Regions from separate parts of the Sus scrofa genome. Here region 2 is linked to region 1. Evidence: chromatin contacts called from public HiChIP or PLAC-seq data. All regions are on one chromosome and are shown on one strand. Each heading gives the region's core, a stretch centred on a gene start, on an enhancer-like site or on the middle of the called end of the contact. The rest is flanking DNA. Distances are from core to core; before and after follow the strand shown.

Evidence for each region. HiChIP or PLAC-seq counts read pairs in DNA pulled down with a chosen protein or histone mark.
Region 2: an H3K27ac HiChIP or PLAC-seq map of alveolar macrophages shows a contact between it and region 1. The contact joins the promoter of PDE6D here to the enhancer-like site in region 1. A contact is called at or near these places in 5 of 47 Hi-C or Micro-C datasets (brain, embryonic fibroblasts, heart right ventricle and 2 more) and 1 of 2 datasets of contacts at active chromatin or transcription factors (alveolar macrophages).

Annotation. Positions count from the first base shown.
Region 1 is chr15:132,278,284-132,281,648 of Sscrofa11.1, reverse strand. No RefSeq gene overlaps it. Among named protein-coding and RNA genes, the nearest start is that of TEX44, 14 kb to the right of the region's middle. Within about 2 kb of position 1,503, at least 53 of the 83 cell types and tissues checked have an H3K27ac peak or open chromatin away from gene starts, as enhancers often do. A contact at or near this core is called in alveolar macrophages, brain, embryonic fibroblasts and 2 more, where this site is marked.
Region 2 is chr15:132,424,960-132,428,324 of Sscrofa11.1, reverse strand. PDE6D (retinal rod rhodopsin-sensitive cGMP 3',5'-cyclic phosphodiesterase subunit delta) reads left to right here and starts at 1,647. Exons shown (of 5, transcript XM_003483755.4): 1 at 1,647-1,905. The coding sequence starts at 1,856. COPS7B (a long non-coding RNA gene) reads right to left here and starts at 1,302. Exons shown (of 7, transcript XR_002339490.1): 1 at 1,090-1,302.

The sequences.
Region 1 (3,365 bases), core at 254-2,753:
GGGGGGCCGAATTAGAGGCTCGTTAGCTGGTCCCCGCGGCTAGTGGCAGAACCCTAGGAGCTGGGGGCGAGGGTCTTAGAAGAAACAGAGGCTAGGGTCCCCCCACCCCCACTTTACAGGTGCGTGCCCAGGTCCCATCCCCGGGCTGGAGTTTGCTTCTCACGCAGAACGCTGCCGCGCTGTCTTTGTCTTTGGAACCTGCCTGGAGACCGGGAGGCGTAAGGACATTTTTTTTTCTTTCTTTAGAAAAGGAAAGTGTTGGCGCAAGTTGGACTCAGTGACTTCAGAGGCCTTTTCCAGTTATGACTTATTATGAAGAAGGAACTGGCCCCAGAGGCCATAAAAGGAGTTGGTAGGAGCAGAGAAAAAAACTTTGGGTGCCTGGTTTGGCCCCAGCCACAGGCTCCAATGGAAATGCAGACGAGGACCTGGTTCTGGGGGCCCAGGGCCAGATTCTGGAGCAGAAGAGACCCCAGGTTTTGCCTGAATGGGGAGGCTGTTGGGTTGGGGTGGCAGGTGTGGGATTCCTGAAAGCCAGACACAATGAAGCAGAAGCCCACAACCTCAAAAGTTTCAAGTTCAAGAAGAGGGCTACATTTATGAACCCTGGCTGTTGAAACTGTTGTGGGAGTACAGTTGCCGCAGGGGCTCTAGCCTCCACTCAGAAAACGGGGTCCAGAGAAGCAGGTACACCAGCAACAGGACGGGGTCAGACGGGCTGCCATGTACTTGTGGTCCCCTTGGGAAGTGAGGTTGGAATCAAATGACCTAGCCCTGCTTCTCTCTAATTTCCTGGTTTGGGGGATCTTACCCAGCATCTTTGGGCCTCAAAGATGCTGCTCATCTGTAGGCACAAGAGCTCCTCCGTAGGGGTGTTTTGGGGATTGAAAGTGGTATAAGCCCCCATTCCATCCTGCCTTCCCTCCTTTTCCACTTCTCAAAGTCCCTGGTGCTTGCTCACTAGGACTCCTTCCAAGTCCTAGTTTCCCGAGAGCAGGTGGGGTCCAGTGGGACGAAGGCTGGGGAGCAGCGCCCCCTGGTGGGTGATATCAGGAGGGCGCAGTCCGTCTGCGAGGACACGCCTGGGCTAATCTGCTTAGCGCCTGCTGGGCTCTGGCGAGTCCAGCCTCCCTGCGCGGATCCTGGAGCTCTCCTCGGGGAAGTTTTTCCTTCTTGCCTCAGTTACTCCCTTGAGCAAGCACAGAGAATCCTGTTTCTCCGCAGCAGACTCTCCTCTGCCCTCACACAGCCCAGCTTCTCCTATTTTCACAGGCTTCTTTCACTTCTGCTGCGGAGGAATCCCTTTGGCATTTATACTGCGCTGCCCAGCTTACGAAGCACTTCGACACACATTGCTTGTCCCTGAGGCGTGCTGTTTCTAGGTGGCGATGGCGCTAGACGGATAAAAGATCGTGATTTGGAGTGCGGCTCCAGCCCAGTGGACTGGTTTGGATCCTGCCTCCTCCATCCAGCTGTGTAACCAGAGCAACGTTCAAAACATTGAATAACCAGTAGGACAGGCAGGGACCAATCAGAACAGACCCTGCCCTAAACACCAGGTACAGCCATATGTGTGTACCTGCTGAAGATTCTGGAATAATCTCAACCTCCTTGGGCCTCAGTGTTTGTACCTGCAGTATGGACACAATGATCCGAATAGTACCACTCTCTAGGGCTGTAGTGAAGGCTAAATTAGTTAATGCATATAAACGATTGAGAAACCATTGTCTGCCACATAGAAGAGAGCTTTATTACTCAGACTCAGTGACCCAGGGAGATTGCCACTCGTAACAGCGATCCTTAGATGAGCCCACTGTATGCACCCAAACCTGCCTCCTGGCTCCCCTCCTCCTTCCCACACCTCCTGGTCTGGTCCTCTGGTTATTCTACTCTCTAGAAGTGTGTGCCTCTCAAACCTTCCCATGTATGCAAATTTCTGGAAGATCTTGTTACCCTGCAGAATTGCAGATTCTGATGGAGGAGGTCTGTGTGGGGCTTGGGATTCTTTAGTTCCTACCAGCTCCCAGGCGGTGCTGATGCGTGTCTGAGAAGCAAGACTCGTGAAGATCCCTGCAGAAACAAAGGTGTCAGCTGATCCATCTGGCAGTGTTTACTGAGCACCTACTCAATGCAAGGCAGTGTAAGGATCCAAACAGTCCGAGGGCTGGCTTCCAACTTTAAGCAGCAGAGAAGTTGCCGCACGAACACAGGTTGAAACTAACAATCAGGCCAAGGGGCTAACGTGCCAAATGGTGGGAGGTACATGCGGGGAATCCATTCTCTTCCCCGCAGCCAGAGAGGTGCTTTCAACAGGGAAAGATTTTTTTTTTTGCCTTTGTCTTTTGGGTTTTTTTTTTTTTTTTTTGTCTTTTTAGGGCCGCATCCTCGACATATGGAGGTTCCCAGGCTGGGGGTTGAATCAGAGCTGTAGCTGCCAGCCTACACCACAGCCACAGCAACACCAGATCCGAGCCGTGTCTGCGACCTACACCACAGCTCACGGTCCCTGTCTTGATGTTCTTGGTACTTTTTGAACAAGGGGCTTTGTGTTTTCGTTTTGCACTTGGGCGCCATATGTTAGGTAGCTGGTTCTGCTCACCAGCTCTGGTTCCTCGGGCCAGGATCGTTTCCCAGAGACCATCTGGGAGAGGTGGGAGGAGAAGTGGACCTGGGTGACTCCTTTTATTTATTTATTTTTTTTAGGGCCACACCTGCGGCATATGGAAATCCCAGGATAGGGGTCGAATCGAGCTGTAGCTGCCGGCCTACACCACAGCCGCAGCAAAGCCAGCTCTGAGCCATTTGCAGCAATGAGGGAGCCTTAACCCACTGAGCAAGGGCCAGGGTTTGAACCCGTGTCCTCAAGGATACTAGTCAGGTTCTTAACCTGTTAAGCCACAAGGGGAACTCCCCGGGTGAGTCCTTGAACAGGTCCTGTGTGTGAAACTGAGATCACAGAGTCGGGTTCGTCCAGAGAGGAGGAGAGGACGAGAGCTGGAGGCTCTTTTCAAGAGAGGATCGGGCTGTGGAGACGCACTGCCCGGGAAAGCCAGCCCCGGGGCCACTCTCTGAGAGAGGCCAGATGCCGCCTGCCATCCAAGCTGTCAGACTGTTGATAAGAGACATGAAGATTTGCCCGGAGGGGGCAGATGCCTGGCTTGGGTGGGACAGGCAGGGCGCCCTGGCTCCTTCGCCAACAGCTGCTCTGGATGCTCAGCTTGTTCTCTGTGGCCTGGGTTCAGATACCGTGTCTCTGAGTCCAGCCTGGCCTGGAGACAGGCTGTCAGAGGCTTGGGTGTTACCCTGTTGTGACAGGTACCATTAGGAGGGAGGAGCCTGAGAGGCCTGGATAGACTGTGTCACTT
Region 2 (3,365 bases), core at 398-2,897, 150 kb before region 1:
AGCAGATCTCCAAGGAAACCTTAGCTTACACTACAATTTTGCCTAGTTTCTGAAATCACATTAAATGTCACCTTGAATAACAAAGAATAAATAAAACACCAGGTCTTATCTGGACTGGGGATAAACAAACGTTATCCTCCTTCACTTGTAGGAAATCCACCAAATAAATGCTTACCTAAGGTCGAGTGAAGAAAAACACACAACCTAAAAGTTGTGAGTTATGTTTTATTTCCGGCAGGGGTGCGATGGGGTGGGGGGACTTATTGAGGACTATAGCCTGGGAGACAGCCCCTCAGATAGCTTTGAGGAACTGCTCCAAAGAGATATGGGAGGAGCCAGGATACACAGTTTTTTCCCGAAAAAAAAATGAACATTTAGTCGAACACAAAAGAGCACTGCCAATCACAAAAACTAGACATCTCGGATTAATGATTAATGCTTTTCTATGAATGGGAAGAAGCAAGAGTCTGGGCTCATTGAAATTATTCCTTAGATATGCATCTTAACTATGTAGGGCAAGTATCCTGTTTTCCTCCATGTATCCTGAATTCACCTCTGAGCCCATCTTCCGGGGTGGCTTCAGTGGCCAGTGGCTTGATAGTGGGTAACATTCATTGTTTACTGAAATGGCAGGCAACATTTTTTATTCCCACTAACCTCTGGGTGTTTCAACCTGAGTGGGAAAACTTCACCAAGGAGAATATTAAGATAGCATAGCCATGCTGCTAAAAATATCACCACCCTAGTGTAGAGCAAAGAGCCCAGACTACAGTAGACTTAAGAGCCCAATCCTAACTCTGCCCCAACTTGCTGTAACCTGTGAACAATCTTTTTGCCTCTTTGGGCCTCGGTTTCTTCATATGTAAAACAGGGGCTGGATTAGCAAATTCTCCTAAGCCTAACTGTATTGATATTCTGAGTTCACAATCCATATCTCTTCCAGTCCAACGCAGGAGCACAGCAGAGACCTCTACAAAACACGTAAAAGGCGCCCCAGGCCAACGAGCAAGCCTGATTTCAACGAGTCATTTTGTTATATTAGCTTTCATGGTTTAATCAGTGTTTTGGGGTTTGTTGTTTCAGGCTTACCATGATTTGCAGGAGATTTCTGAGTTCCATGTAAATACAAGTTGTCTCTCTGTGGGCTGTCATCTTCTTTTGAGGTTGAAGAGGATCTTCCCAAAGAGTTTCAAGTCTCGGGATTCAGAAACCACCAAGCCTACAGGCAGATGTATGAATTTGCGCACACTGCGCGGCACACTGGAATCTAAGTTACAGAGGACTAGGGTGCAGGGAATGCTGGGATTTGCAGTCCCTGGGCTTTTTGTTGCGTGCTGGGATATGTGGTCCCTCGGACAACCCCCTAGAATGCTGGGAAGTGTAGTCTCCGCCACATCGCACAGGGCAGCCTGCCGTCATCTCAGAGCCCTACTGTCCCCAGCCGCAGGAGCAAGCCCCTGGAGCCTCTGCCGATCTGAAGCCAACCCTCCTCTGAGGCAAACTCTAGGCAACCACACCGAATGAAAAAATCTGTCCTACGGGACTTCCCGGGATGGGCCCTTCCCATTGACGCTCTTCGTCCCCCTGCGAAGCCGCTGAGTGTTTCTATTGGTTGATCAAGATGCCAATCGCCAAGACGGGCTTTCCATTGGCTTCCGGGCGGGCGCTCCGCGGCCAGGGGGAAGGAGAAGGGATCAGGAGTGGGAGCTGAGGGGAGGGAGAGGCGGGTCCGGGTCTGGTCGCAGCCGCTGCTCGCCCGAGGTGTCCAGGCCGGCTCGGTCCTCGGCTCCTGGGCACCATCTGCGAGGCTCCGCCGGGCCAGCGAGGGAGAGCCGCAGGCGGCGGCCGCCGCATCATGTCAGCCAAGGACGAGCGGGCCAAGGAGATCCTGAGGGGCTTCAAACTGTATCCACCCGGGAGCGGGGCGGGGCCGGGAGGACTTGGGAGGCGGCCGCTCGCTGAGGAGACCGGCCGGGGGCGGGGGCCGCACCAGGTGGGCACCCGGGAGGGGGCGGTGGGAAGGGAGGGAAGGAAAGGCGTCCCGGGTCCCCGGCGGGACGGGGCGCAGAAGGCGCGGAGAGGGACGTCCGGAGGGAGGGAGGGAGGGGACGTTGACGGGAGCCCCGGGGTTAGAGGCGAGGAGCCCCGGAATTGAGCTTAGAGAGGCGCAGGGCGTCGGAAACGGGTGTCGGGAAGGCGCGCTTGGGTCCGAGAAGAGAGGCCGGGAAGGAGCTGCGGCCCGCAGGCAAGGGCCGAGGGGGCGCGGTGGGCTGGCCTCGAAGCCCAGCTGCCTCTTTGGCGGGAAGCCCACCCGGGCAGCAGGGAAAAGTGACTTGGAGCGAGTGACCTTGTGTGGGACAAATGCAGAAGCGGGTATCGAACTGTCTCGGGTTCTCCCATCCCATCCCACCCCACCCCACCCCCCGCGGCTTGTTTCCACAACTTCTCTTCCTCACTTGTGGCTCCTTCCAGGGCTGGAGAGGCAGGTGCGGCGGGAGAAGTCTGAGATGGACCTCATCTTAACTCTGTCTCGGCCCTTGGAGGCATTGGGCGGTCGCTGCTTCTCCCTTAGCTCCTCAGTTTTATTTTCCAGCGAAATAAGGGCCCTAAATTTGTGTGTGTGAGATGCGGTGCGATGCCTCGAGGTATTGTGGTTTTGCACTGGGACTCCTGGCAAAGGCTTCTGCTCCGTCCAGTTTGTGTGGTTAACGCGTAGAGCTGGTGGAGCTGTCCAGCAATTATTTGATTACGTTGGGGACACCGTAGGATTTAGTAGGATATAGAAATCATTGCCTCAGGCCTGTTACGGTGCAGCGGGTGCAACCTTCTCACTGTCGTGAGGCTTGGTGTTTTAATGGAGTGTTAATCTGTGACCATATGATGCAGATGAAAAAAAAATGCAATCTTGTCCATTCCAATTTTACATTTTCCTACTGACCTTAATCTCTTCCTATACCTACCATATGGAACATGCTTAAATTCTTCTCTCAGTGAAGATGTAGTTACCATTTAGGGCACCTCCCCTGGAGGTTTAGTCAATCCCTGTTCTCTGAGCTGACTCTGTGTTTTCACAATGCCCATGTCACCCCTGCAAGTTTTAATTGCTTTGTCATAATCAGAAACCAAGTATAAATTTTAAAACACAACAGCAAAAAAGTTACAGGAAGTTTCGGATGTATAAATGAAATTTTTCAAATAGAAGCTGATTTGCCATAGGCGTTATCACCTTTGCATACTGCCGTTCATGATAAACTTCCAGCAGTTTTATACAGTGAAGTTTAGTAACAGCCTCTTATAGGTCCATATACCTTTCCGTGTTCCTCTTCACAGTAGCGCCTATAAGTAGATAGGGGTGGCTGAAGTGT